Linked DNA regions of Anas platyrhynchos: region 1 is linked to region 2. Evidence: chromatin contacts called from public Hi-C data. All regions are on one chromosome and are shown on one strand. The core of a region is the stretch at or near the end of the contact, and the rest is flanking DNA. Distances in the headings are between cores, read along the strand shown.

Region 1 (6,012 bases), core at 3,356-5,855, 170 kb before region 2:
TTACTTAAAGCAGTAATGACCTATCAAGCACGGGCTGCACTGCAAGTCCATTCATGTGCCCCACCATTCTGGAGCCAAATACAATTGACTGGGGAGAGGGAGAGGAGGGGGATTTGGACAGCTTTTCTCCTGGTCTTGGTTCTTCAGGGAGAGAGGAGAAGTGTGCTAAAGCCTCATGCTAGGATTCAACTCTCCCAATCTCAACACGCGTGGATTCAGCCTCAAACCAGAGAGAAATTTTACAGCAAGACTGCGTTAACTGACCCAGAACTGATCTTCACAGCTCTCGCTCCACACAAGAGCGGGACCCCTCGAGTCAAATGAACTGTCCCATCGTAAGGATGCTGATCATCCTCCTCCCCCTTGCAAGCGTGTGGGGAAACCCCCTTTACATAGTTAACAGCAATGGTTGGAAAAGAGAAAATCATTCCCAGTCTGGCAAGCCACCAGTTCATTGCAGCACTAGGAGCTGATACAGGGCCCCGTCTCCCTCCCCATGTCCTGTCCCGAGGTCTGGCCAGCACGGTGTCCGAGCGCGGCTAAGTGGTCCGCAGGTTGGAGCCTGGAGGGTTGCTGATCGATTTCTGCAAACTGCTGATGTTGAAGCTTTGCAAAGATGCGGCACCTACGGGCTGGAACTGGCCAAGTGGCTGCTGTGCTGGACCACCCGTCCCGCTCCACGGAGCGGTGAAGGACGCGGCCGGATAACCATACTGCTGCGGAGGGCACATGGCCTTCGTGAAGGGACCTAAAGAGGTAGCTGATGCTGCAGAGATGGGCGTAGCACCCAGGGAAGATGTCATAGAGATACAGAGCTGACCTGGAGCCGAGAATTTTCTTGCCATTCCAGGGCCCTGAAAGAAAATCCAACCCTTGAGTTACACAGCTGCTTAAAATCCACAGGCTATCCCTTCAGCCCACGGGCCCTTCCAGATGGATGTTTGCAAGGACACACTATGGCTTTACTCTTCAGTTAACCCCCTTCCCTTTCACAGCATGTAATAAAATGCTGCACAGAAAAGATATACCCAACATTTTTGAGGCACAGTTGTCCATGCTACGTGGCAACCATACTCTGTTTGACACACTAATGAGACAGCAGTGACAGTTGACAGTTTCTTCTTATAAACGTTACATCTTGGGTTAAATCTTACCTCATAGTTGCTATGCCCTTTGCCAACTTTCTTGCCAGACAGGTTCATGGCATCTCGGGCCCAGTTATCTACCAGCTTGTGCAGGTCATCTGTGAAAGTCCCTTTTCGGCTAGAGGCAATAGCAGTGGGCTGAGACTGGGGTGCTTGGCTGTTGACTGTCGCCCCGACTGTGTTAGTGCTACTGGTCCCTAGAAGTACAAGAAACAGGAGTCAAAACTCAGGTTAAAGATCACCTTCCTCTAGTAAATGTAATAATTGTGGCAGTGGTACAACAATAGAGAGCCAGTTAAAATGCCATGCAGATCAAGTCTACATTTCAATTCCAAGGCACGCTGAAGTAGGAACTACAAGGACTCCTACAGGCACATCTGTTTCATGGGTATGGTTGCTTTTCAAGAAGAGCTGCAAGTAGTCATCTTAAGAGGGGAATGGTAGCAGCCTCTAGGTCTTTGCAGAAGAAAAAGAAGATTAGATTTTGGCACCAAATGACAGAAATCACATCATTCTCTCATCCTATGCCCTTTAATCAGCAGCAACCACTATCAGCACAAGTCAACGCCACCTTGGAGGACACAATGCTGGATGCTGAACAAGGAGCAGTACAATCAGCATAGCCAGCTGCTCTGTAGAAAATTATCTCCACTACGTAAAATGAAGAGGAAAAATTCACCCAGATTACACAAAAAAGCCACAGTGAGAAACAGCAACTGTTGTTCCCAATAGCTGCCATACTTCTGTTCTTGAGAATAACCAGATGGGACTGTCTGCATTCACCAAAGAGCCAGGATCGGCATGGGAAGCCTGCGCTGCATTAAATATTGCTTTTTGCCTCTGAAGGCATTTCTTTGCCATTATGTCCACATTTCCTATGTCAGAAGAACAAGCATTTCAGATGCAAATGACTAATACAGCTTAAAGAAGGCAGAAATGAGAATTGTTCCTTGGCCCTGCTGTGAAAAGTTTTTCTGTTCACTGGGCTGACCGCAAGAAGACAAAGAGAAACCTTCACAGAAATACCAGGGCTTGGTTCTGCTACAAAGCTTGCTGAACAGCAGCCTGTAGAAAACATCACAAAGCGTTGTTTTGGATAGCCTCCCTGCCCTACCCCTCTCTTGTAAAAAAGCAACTTCACTCAAGTTTGAGCTTTCCAAAGACAGCTACCAAAATGGTAATCAAAGCCGTATACCATCAAGGAAGCTTTCTGAATTCCTAGTGGTACTGCACAGTGTCTTCACTTACAGATGTGGAAATGATGGTTAACCACTAGGCCTATAGTTGTGGTTTTTGTTTTTGTTTTTGTGTTTTTTTCTGAAGGACACAGTAAAGGCAGAAGTAATCTAGATTTCTCAAACCTATTTAGTACAAAACCAATTAAAGCATCAAAAATAAGCATCCTGCCATCGCGGTGCACACCCCCTCACCTGCTTGGTCTTGGTTCTCAAAGCTCCTCAAACCTTTCTACTGACTTGCTCTGAAGACTGCAACTGGCAAGTCTAAAAAAACTTGAGTGTATGGCAGGATTTCTGAAGAAAACTGATTAAAATCGGAGCACGAAATCCCCAGCAATGCAAATCACCTCTGTGTTGTAAGGGCCAAATAAGAGTCCCTGTCTCCCGCCTGACAGCTAACCCACCTCCACCTGGCCACCAGCCCCATTGCTCGCAACCACGGTACCAAAGCGAGAACTGGCTCCAAACCCCTGCAGGAATGCTTCACGTTGAGGAGTGGATCAGGAAGGTGAGGTACTTACTACGCAGGACAATTAAGCAAAGTGTTACTGCCTCTAGTGGTGCTGAAGAGGGAAGGATCCGCATCCCTCCCACCAGTTCCAACTCGAGCATGGGCACTCCCGGGCACAGGCAGGCAGACACATGCACCAGTACCCGCGGGAAGGAAAGTGTTAGGTTTCCTGACCAGGGCGTGCAGCTGCAGCTCAGATGAACGAGTAACAGAAATTCACTGTAAGGCAGTAAAGAAAAATCTACAACAAAATAACAAGACCCTGAAGCATGCAGTGCACGGAGAGTGCTCAGAATACAATTATTTCATCAGAACTATGACACAAAAGGTGAAATTATAGACAAAACAAGCAAAACCGACAGAGGTACTCAAGAGGAGGCATCAAAACCAGTAACAACCACATTCCACCACGAGGGTTCATGCAGAGCTTGACACACTCACTCTCACACTCTTCGTGATGGCCAATATCTGGGTTTGGTATCTCACATTTCTGCTGTGATCAGTAAGCATCCAGCTTACAGCCTAGGCCCTAAGCTGAGGAGCTTCTTCAGGCCACAGGAAGAATAGAATTATTCAAGGAATATAACACAGTGCATTCATCTGAAAATGTGAGAAATTTTTTAGAGAACCTCAGGGGCTTTGGAATGGATTGGTTTAGGGTTTGGTTCAGGGTTTAAGGCAGGTGGGAAAGGTGAGAGGCAACGAGAGCCTTGTCTACAGAATGATTTTGTTTTGGAGCTGCAGCCCCAGGTCGCAATGTGAAGCAGACCAGCCCGTACCATTAGGGGCAAGCTATAAAATTACTGCAGCTCCCACAGCATCAATTTTAAAACTTCCCTCTTGGGAATTACACATTTTAGCTCTGATGTATTCACCACCTACTGAAGCTGCCATCCAGAAGAGTCTGAAAAGGAAGTGTTTCAAGTTGTAGTGTTCAATGGGAAGAGCCCCCCGCATTCCTGCTCGGTCACAGCAGCCGTCCCCAGTTCTGCTCTGAGGTTGAGTGATCAGAAGTGAAAAGGCTTCTCCCTCTCCGGCCTGCTACCTACAATGCCTTTATTCCGCTCTTTTTATTTTTTTTTAATCTCCCCATAAGCCAGCAGTGAAAAAGGCACCTTCAAAATCTGAAATAGCACAACCACATCCAGGCTTTTCTCAACATCTCTTACTTTCAGACACAGACCGGAGATCTGGGTCTGATGGCTCGCTCTCACTCTTAAAATGCTGCAGGAGTCTCTGCAATTGGAGCTGTCACCGAGGTGGCAGAACCCAGCAGAGAGGCAAGCAGGCCAGCTGCTCAAAGGTACGGTTTTAGCACATCACAGTGAGCTGCTGCCCCTGATGCTCGATTCGCTGTCATTAGCAGTGAGCAAAGAGCTCCGCAGTGAAGGTGAGGCTCTGCCCGCCTCCACCTTCCTGCAGCAGTAACAGCCACGCTGTATAAATATGCTAACAACAGAGTAGACATTAGAGGGCACAACAGAGACAGACAGATGCTGTGCTGGAGACAGAGTCAGGGAGGTAAGGCTTCGGTGACCAGAAAAAGCCAATGAACAGCTTCACAATCAGGAATTGGAGATAACAGAAATAAGATAATTACTACAGAGCTGGTTGCAAGGACAGACTTTTTTCACCATCTTCCCTGAAGCACAAAGAGAGAGTCATTTGTTAAAGATAAGAGAAACAGTGAGAAGTGTTTAGTATCAGCAAACAGTACAAAAAGCTTGGGGAGAAACAGAGGACGCAGCACAGCGTGGCTCTTTATGTTACCACTGGGACATTCTAGGAACAAATCCAAAGGCTGGTCTGACAGTTTTATCAGTTGTACTTTCGGAGAAAGAAATGGTTCAGCCTCCTGCCTTTATCCTTCAGAATTCCCAAAATAGTGAAGAATGGCAGGAAGCAGCATTGTTATCACAAAAGGAAAAACAAGTTCATCTTCTATTTTTTTCAGGACATAGAAAGCGTTTCACAGCTCTCAAGTTCAACCGTGTCACAAAACGAGCAGAATTTGATAGGCCAAGTGCTTTCATAGTTTGTCACCCTATTTCCCCAAGTCTTCCCAGCTCCATGGAGCAGTTCAGACTTTCCCTGCCAAGCTGTACCGCTCTGTTTCTCCAGCTGCACAGTGAAAAGCATCAATTACCGCACTGTTTCCTCAACACTGCTGATTTTAACCCAGCATCTTTTCCAGTTGTCACTCTCCAAGACAGTCTGCAATAGCATTTCAAGGACAAGACTCCGGGAAGCAAGCAACTTGTAAGAAGCCGGGAGCCAGGCCAAGCTGTGCCATACCTTTACAAGTATTACCTGCTTTTACAGGACAGCTACAAAATGCTTTTCAAAAGGAACCCATTTCCCTTAGCACCAGTCCCACAGGCAAGGGATATACATGCCGAAGTACTCTTCTAGCCAGATGATGTGCAATTTGCAGCAAGCCAAGGCCTCGTAGGCATATGACACTAATATAGTCAGTTCACTATCAAGTCCAGAAGTAGAATGGTCATTCTTTATACTCTTTATACTTTATACTCCCTACCCCAAAAAGGACAGGCCAAACCAGAGAATTTTAAACAGCTGGCTTTGGTAAGCATTCCACTCCTTCTAAGAAAGGAGCCATAAGTCTTTGGATTACAGATGTTAGTTACTGCACACCTGCACAGTAATGTACCTAAAATCCAATGCAGTGGGCTAGAGGTGTAATTGCAAAACTCAGCAGCCAGGAAAAAATCTCCCCTCCCTCTGACTCACTCCTGTCTCAAAGGACTGAGTTGGTTGTATTGCAGCTGTCTCTGCAGAAGGCCAGGTCGAATTCCTGCACACGGTTCTCTGGCTGCCAACTGCATCGAGACAGATGCTACAGGTGCATGGTACCGTCGTGCAGTGCAGCAACTGAAGGTCTCTGTTCAGCACTTAAAGCTTTCTCACACCAAGTCATTCCAGAGGGTGGGAAATAAATGTCAGAGCATTCGAAAAGTCGGGTCTGCAGAAGCAGCAAGGGAGATGTCACAGCACTCCCCATCAAAAGCATCACATCAGCAGCCTCAGCTCAAGCATGGCCTTACTTCAGAAAATCACATCAGAAGTTTGAGGCTCTCGTTTTAATCTGGCCTAACGT
Region 2 (6,249 bases), core at 136-2,635:
GACCTAAGCCACACAGCAAAGGACAACACACAAGTTAACCTTGGGCTTCCTCACATGGAAGCCAACATCAGCCCAGGGCTTGGGTAGCTCTGTATTGAGTTGCAGGTCACCAGACCACAAAGGATCCTTGCTATGTGCCTACCCCATCCTAAGAGTTTTACCTGAGGCATCTGTTACCAGCCACAGTCAGAGGGGAGCTAGCACTTTGGTCCGACCCTGCACAGCTCTCACCATCCTCCCACAGTTACAGAAATCAACCTGACCCTCAGCAGCGAATGCAGACACCCTTGGAGTTGAAAGATGTTCTGATTTAGGACCTTGCCTAGGAGTGTTTTGAATTAAGATGATCAATATAAACTTATCTGCTCTTTGGATCTGGCTGCAGCCTGAGATCAGAACCAGCTTGTCTTAATATTTTGTGCCATAAGCCATCCAGCTTGGGGATTCATCTTAACATGTTTAGCTTTGTAAGCACAATGCACTGGTTACTGTTGTGCCTCCCGGCTGCTCTTCCATTTTTTATAAACTCATTTTCTCTGCTAACCTACTTTTAATTTTTTCTCCCCCCATAAAGCTGCTTTTAGCCTCCACTTACTTTCTTCTCCCCACCCCCCAAGTCACCAGGATAACTCTGCTCTGGGTGCTAAACACAAGTGACTTGAACAGGCTCCAGCATCTATATCCTGGCTTTGGAAATAATTGCTCCTGCTAATCCTTTCAAGTGCACTCCCAGCTCTGTGCATTCAAAGAGGTGTCCCCCCTCTGCCGCACGCCCACACCCAGTTGCTCCCGTTCAGCAGCCAGGGATCACACATCAGCACATCCCAGCTGTTGGTGCCAAGAAATACGTGTGCTCCCAAGCCCACTACTTGCTCCTGAGCTGGTGAAGGAGCCTTCATCCACAGTGTCGTTGCCCTTCCTGCCTCTTCCTCAGTCCAGCTTACCTGGAAAAGAAACACTGCCTTCTATTCCAGCTCAGCTCTGCAGCCTGCCAGTCATTTCCTGGATCCCTTCAATTCAGTATCATAAATACACTTAACGAGGGGGTTTAATATAGATTTGGTAAGACAGTTATTTGTGCAATACATAATTTATGCTGCCCTGTAGCATGGGAAGCCGTGCGCAGCATCCGAGAGCGAACAGATTCAAGGAACTTGCCGTAGAGCAGCGCAGTGTGCCAAGGGGAGGGCAGGGCAGGGAGAAAAGGGAGAAGCAACCTGAGTGAAGGAAAAAGGAGCTGAAAAATGTGTGAGAGAAAGGCAAGGAGAGAGGCACACGGTGAGAAAACCATGGAGAAGGAGAAGACAGAAGGAGGAGGCGAGGAGGAGGCAGATGGGGGCAGAGCAGGTCCTGCAGGATGAGCAGAGCTGGGGAGAGGGAGAAGGGGAGCGCAGTGCACGCATGCCTGATGCGACAAGCAGGTCTCTGCAGGCTGCGAGTGCCGCAGCCAGCCGGGAAGCAAAGCCTGCTGCCGTGTCAGCCGCAGGGCAAGAGCAAGGAGAGGCACTCATCTCATGGGGCTCTGCGGCCTCCTGACTCGCCCCGCTCCTCGCCTCTGCTGCCAGCCACGGCCAGGGGACCTCACCACTCACTTCCAGTCCTTTAGCTCTATGTAGGTTTTGCTGTTAGCCTCCTGCATGGCCTCATTTCTGAGCCACAGCGAGAACACGAGGCCAGCCTTTCAGCTGGGTAAATCCAGGAGGTTCTGCTGACAGTCTCACAGCACATCATGCTCGTCCCTTTACCCGTATTAGTGTCCCACCTAGAGACCCGCTGGCTCAAGGGTGAGGTCCCAGCACTGTAGGTGCTGCACTGCGGTGACATCTCTGCCCAAGAAAGCTCACCGGGTTTGCACGTGGGTGTGAGATGAGATACAGAAGGTGGATAAAGCGAGTGGAGAGTTCAGTGAGACTGGAGAACATGAACGGTGCTTAGCAAGCAAGCAGGATCTGTGCTGGCCATTTGCCTGGGTTTCCACTTCTGAAGAGGCACTATCCCTCTGCACTGGAGGCTGCTTTTTGGTTGAAGAAAGCTCATCTAAACCACTGGGGTCAGTTTTACACTGAGCAGTGCCCTGTCACAGAAATGTGGGGGCACCTCAGAGAAAGATCAGAAAGGTCTTGATCAGAACCACTCCTGCATAGGGGCAGAGCCTGAGATACAAGGAAAGCATCCCTGACTTATTTTCTGGGGTTCATCCAATGCGAATTTAAGGCAACACAACCATTTGGCTCTGGACAGGACCCCCAGCGAGCAGAACAGATGGCTATATTAAAAACAAAAAAAACCTAAGCACAACTGGACGAGCTGACAGACCCTGTAGAGGCCGAGGAGGGGGACTGGCCCTGAGCGCTCAGCTCTCATTTTGCCTGCAGCAGCCGTGGCAGGGTTTGCTCTAACTTCTGCTTGTGGAACACAGCCAGGGTGCTTGCTGCCAGGCTAAATAGGAGATAACCAGTCCTCATCTCACAGGGTCTGCAAGACAGTTGGTATTGACCAGAGTGCTCTCTGCATGTCCCTCCTCTGCAGACAGACATACAAAGGTACAACCTGCTGGGGGGCAGGAGTCTGGCCATCTCTGCTGCTCCCCGTGCTGCCACCAACACTGCCAAGTGCCCAGACGTGGCATATATGCCAAAAATATTGAAATTGGCTCCCTTCATCCCAAGTGAAGTGATTTGGAGCTGCAGGAACTGAGCTGGAAAAGCAGAGCAGCTAATAACCGTGCACACAGAAGCATTGACTTAGAGCAGGGCTTTAGAGCAGGGCTTTCCATCTCTGCCTCCTGCGTGCAGAAGGGAAACAGTGCTCCTCTCCTGCCTCGCAAAATGATGAGTTTCTGTGTGCTTTAACCTTCAGCAGCTGATGTTTACAAAGTACTTCTGCGGCTGCCAACTGGCAAATACTGTGGAAAAACACCCCGGGTTTTCCCTGGTGCCTGATGCCCGGTGCGTGCCTGTGTGTGCTCGCCTGTGTGCGGCTGTTTATCAGCTGCCATCCCCGCAGTGCGAGCCTCCGCACCTACCCCTCTGCGTGCAGGGCCTGCCTTCACGCCTCTGTTTGCTTTGGCACCCTCCAGCATTTCCCTTGGAAAGGACGGCTGGTAATATAGCTGCTCCTCAGACAGCCCCTCTGCCAGAGCGCTCCCACGAAGAGGATTATCATCCACATACTTCTCAACTTCACCCCGTCCCACTGTCTCTTTCAGCCTCTCCTCCCCCAAGGAGAGGGTCACAAAACCCACAGGTTTTGCAATTAGATCTGCTCTGTGTTCCCCTCCTCCTTCCCCTCGAAAAATACAAGAGGAACCACAGGTTTTTGCAGAACTTTTCCAAGCAACTTAAAAAATGTTTCAGCCCCTCACCCCCTGCAGCAGACCTGCAAGCTTTGGAAAAAAAAAAAAGTGTAGGTGAACCTTCTCCAAAGGCTTTCATAATAAGGTAGCTATTTCTTGAAGGAAAATAAATAATAAAAAGCAAAGAATTTCCTTGAAAACTAATTTCAGTGGAAAATTTTCAGGTAGATTTAGTTAGCAAAGCAGCGCCAGGCAGCTGTGTAGGCCAGCATGCCCTCTGGTGCCAGAGCCAGGCTTCACAGGCCCTGCGGCCTGACAGCTCCCCGTGTCAAAAGTGGTAGGCCCCACACACTTGTGGTGATATTCTGCTCCTCCTTTGTAAACCAATTCCTAAAAAAGATAAAAATAAAAGTAGAAGTTGGAAGCTAAGTATTAGCGCACGTGTCTGTAGGGGAGTGCTTGGAGTAAAAATAGAGCCGGTTATAAAACATCGCTGGGTGCCTCACTCAGCCCCTTCAGTGATCTGCGTGACTGTGCCACATTTACACAAGAGAAAGCAAAAATGATTTGCCTGAGGTCAGACTGAGGCTTGCCCAGGCTCTGTAGGGGAATACGGCTGTCTCATACAGAAAGCCAAGACATCCAGAAGATACTGCAGTGATCCCCGCTCTCAGGAGGGCACACTTTCAACGCGACTAGAAAGACACCAGCTCTGCCCTGATGACCTAAGTCACATTAATAAGCCTTCAGGTACGTCCTGTGGCTTGCCTTAGGTCTCTGCTTGCCAAAAGGGAATCACAATCTCCCCAGCGATCCCACATAACCCCCTGCAGCTCCCTGGGCAATCCTGCTGCGGGAAACACAAGCTGCTCATGAATCAGCTCCTGGAGCACAGCCATCAGAGGACTGAACTTTGAGGCAAAGCAAGAGCAGCATCGGTCCCATTTCGAGAGCTTTGCACACACAGCAGCAGCCCAGGAATAAAACAGGAGAGACAGTCACAGCTTTCTTACCCTTGCCCACAGATGCAGTGGTTAGCTGGTGTCAGCTACAGCACTGGCACCCCGTCAATGCCATCCTCCCACAGCAATCGAAACACCAGCTCTCTGAAGACTGCTGCTCTGCTTAAGCCTCATGCTATCGGACACTCCAGGTCTGCATTTGTGGCTGCTGGGCCAGACAGAGCACTCGGTAAGGGCGGAATCCATAGAGGAGCTGGATTGCTCTAACTTTAGCTGCAATCAATAGGCCTTCTGCAGTGTAAGCACTTCTGCAGACTGGCTGATTGCTTAGCTGCCTTCGCATAAGCCTGGCGCCCAGCTTTCACCATCTAGTAACCTTTTGGCCACCTTTGTTGATCTACCAGGTCAGGGCCAACAGAACTTCATAACAGGAATCACTTGGGGTTTTTTTGTTTGTTTGTTTTTTGTTTTTTAACTGCTCAGTGCAAGGATTTCCCAGATCCAGCAGCTCCACGTAGGAGAGCAGCAGCTTTTCCTGCCTGCTATATCATCTCCTGAACAGAGGTGCATGCCATTATGCTCACTCATATGAGAAAAGACCACATGAAAACTACTTTCATAGCCTGTTCGTCTGTGACACAGCTCAGCACATTGCAACTCTGCCCCAATTCTCGCTACAGGTAAAGGAGCTGGCAGCTCAGGAGGAGGAAGAGATTTTATTCAAAAAGGACTGACTTGCCTTATTTGTCTCCACATAAGCTGCTGGGAACAGATGTCTCAGCCTCCTTGTGCCAGTCACTTGTTTGACAAAAGCTTTGTCTGGTTTGTACAGAGTCCTTGTTCTGGCATCCTTAACTCATCATTACACAGAGATAAATTGTCAATGCCCAGCATTGTAGCGCTGCTGGGCAGAAGGCAGACCTCAGAGATGAGGATGAAAACATGCTAAAAGAGACCAAGTCTCAAACCTGGCATTACTGGGTGTGGGCGTCACTCTGTTGTGACAGGCTCATGTACTTGTAAGTCAGCTGAGAGCAGGTCATACCTAAATCTAGGATTTTAAGATATTCCCACAGTCAGACCTTTTGCTGGCCTCCTTTTCCCAGACATGATACCTCTTTTCTGTTGCCCCAGACATCAGACAGCAATGTTAAGAAGCCCTGAACCCCTGCCCCCCCACTGCCTTAAAGTTTTTACAGGCTCCCCACTCTTCTACTTTTATCTCCTTCCAGCATCCTTTACCTTCTGCTTTCCACAGCAAGAAATACAGGCTCTGCAAAAGAGCCTCTTAACCACAGCTGCTTCAGGATTAGAAACCACAAGAATTATGTGCTTGAAACTATCAAAAAAATAAATAAATATCCTCAAAAGCACATTCCTACCCCCAAAGCCGGCCCCTTCATAGGTGACCACACTTCATCACTCATTCCAACAGGACATAACCCTTCCTGCACATCTTTCCTCACACAAGGGCAGTATCTGGCATAGCCACAACCCCCCTCTGAAACCTGGTCCCTATCGCAATGACAAACCCGCACAAGGCTCTCCCAGGTTCGCTGGCTCTGCTCAGCGCAGGAAAAGCCAGCGTTGCCCAGGGACACACAAGGAGACCAGAGGCAGCAGCATGGAGCACTAGCCATCATTTTTCTCTAGTGCTCTGCCTGGAGGAAAAGATTACATTTTGTGCTTTATCAGAGACAAATGGACCAAAGGAGCACTCACCACTCGACAAAGGCACAGCCCTACTTCCAGTACACGCCTGGAGACATCTCTTCTGCCACTCTGAACAAAAAAGGCCCTTCAGAACCACACCTGGCCCTTTTCTCCAGATTTATAGGGTCGTCCATCAGCACTGAGGGCAAGGCTGCCAACCCTCACTCACTAACAGCTGACAGGAGGCTGATTACCCAGAACTGAAGCCTGTCTGCTACATTGGCACATTGTTGTTATCGATTTTTTTTTAATTTATTTTTGACAATGATCATAGCTTGC

Evidence for each region. A called contact is a pair of places that touch in the nucleus more often than the background predicts.
Region 1: a Hi-C map of subcutaneous adipose tissue shows a contact between it and region 2, with 2.6 times the contacts expected there. The contact joins two enhancer-like sites. A contact is called at or near these places in 3 of 8 Hi-C or Micro-C datasets (liver, skeletal muscle and subcutaneous adipose tissue).

Annotation. Positions count from the first base shown.
Region 1 is chr1:63,984,589-63,990,600 of IASCAAS_PekinDuck_T2T, reverse strand. WNK1 (WNK lysine deficient protein kinase 1) reads right to left here. Exons shown (of 32, transcript XM_072039579.1): 30 at 4,495-4,536; 31 at 1,155-1,342; 32 at 1-854. The coding sequence ends at 540. Among named protein-coding and RNA genes, the nearest start is that of ERC1, 23 kb to the left of the region's middle. Within about 2 kb of position 4,605, at least 3 of the 8 cell types and tissues checked have an H3K27ac peak or open chromatin away from gene starts, as enhancers often do.
Region 2 is chr1:63,815,802-63,822,050 of IASCAAS_PekinDuck_T2T, reverse strand. The region is part of intron 2 of NINJ2 (ninjurin 2); the gene reads left to right. LOC106014534 (a long non-coding RNA gene) reads right to left here and starts at 6,052. Exons shown (of 3, transcript XR_003498924.3): 1 at 5,980-6,052; 2 at 4,309-4,462; 3 at 3,500-3,685. Within about 2 kb of position 1,385, at least 1 of the 8 cell types and tissues checked has an H3K27ac peak or open chromatin away from gene starts, as enhancers often do.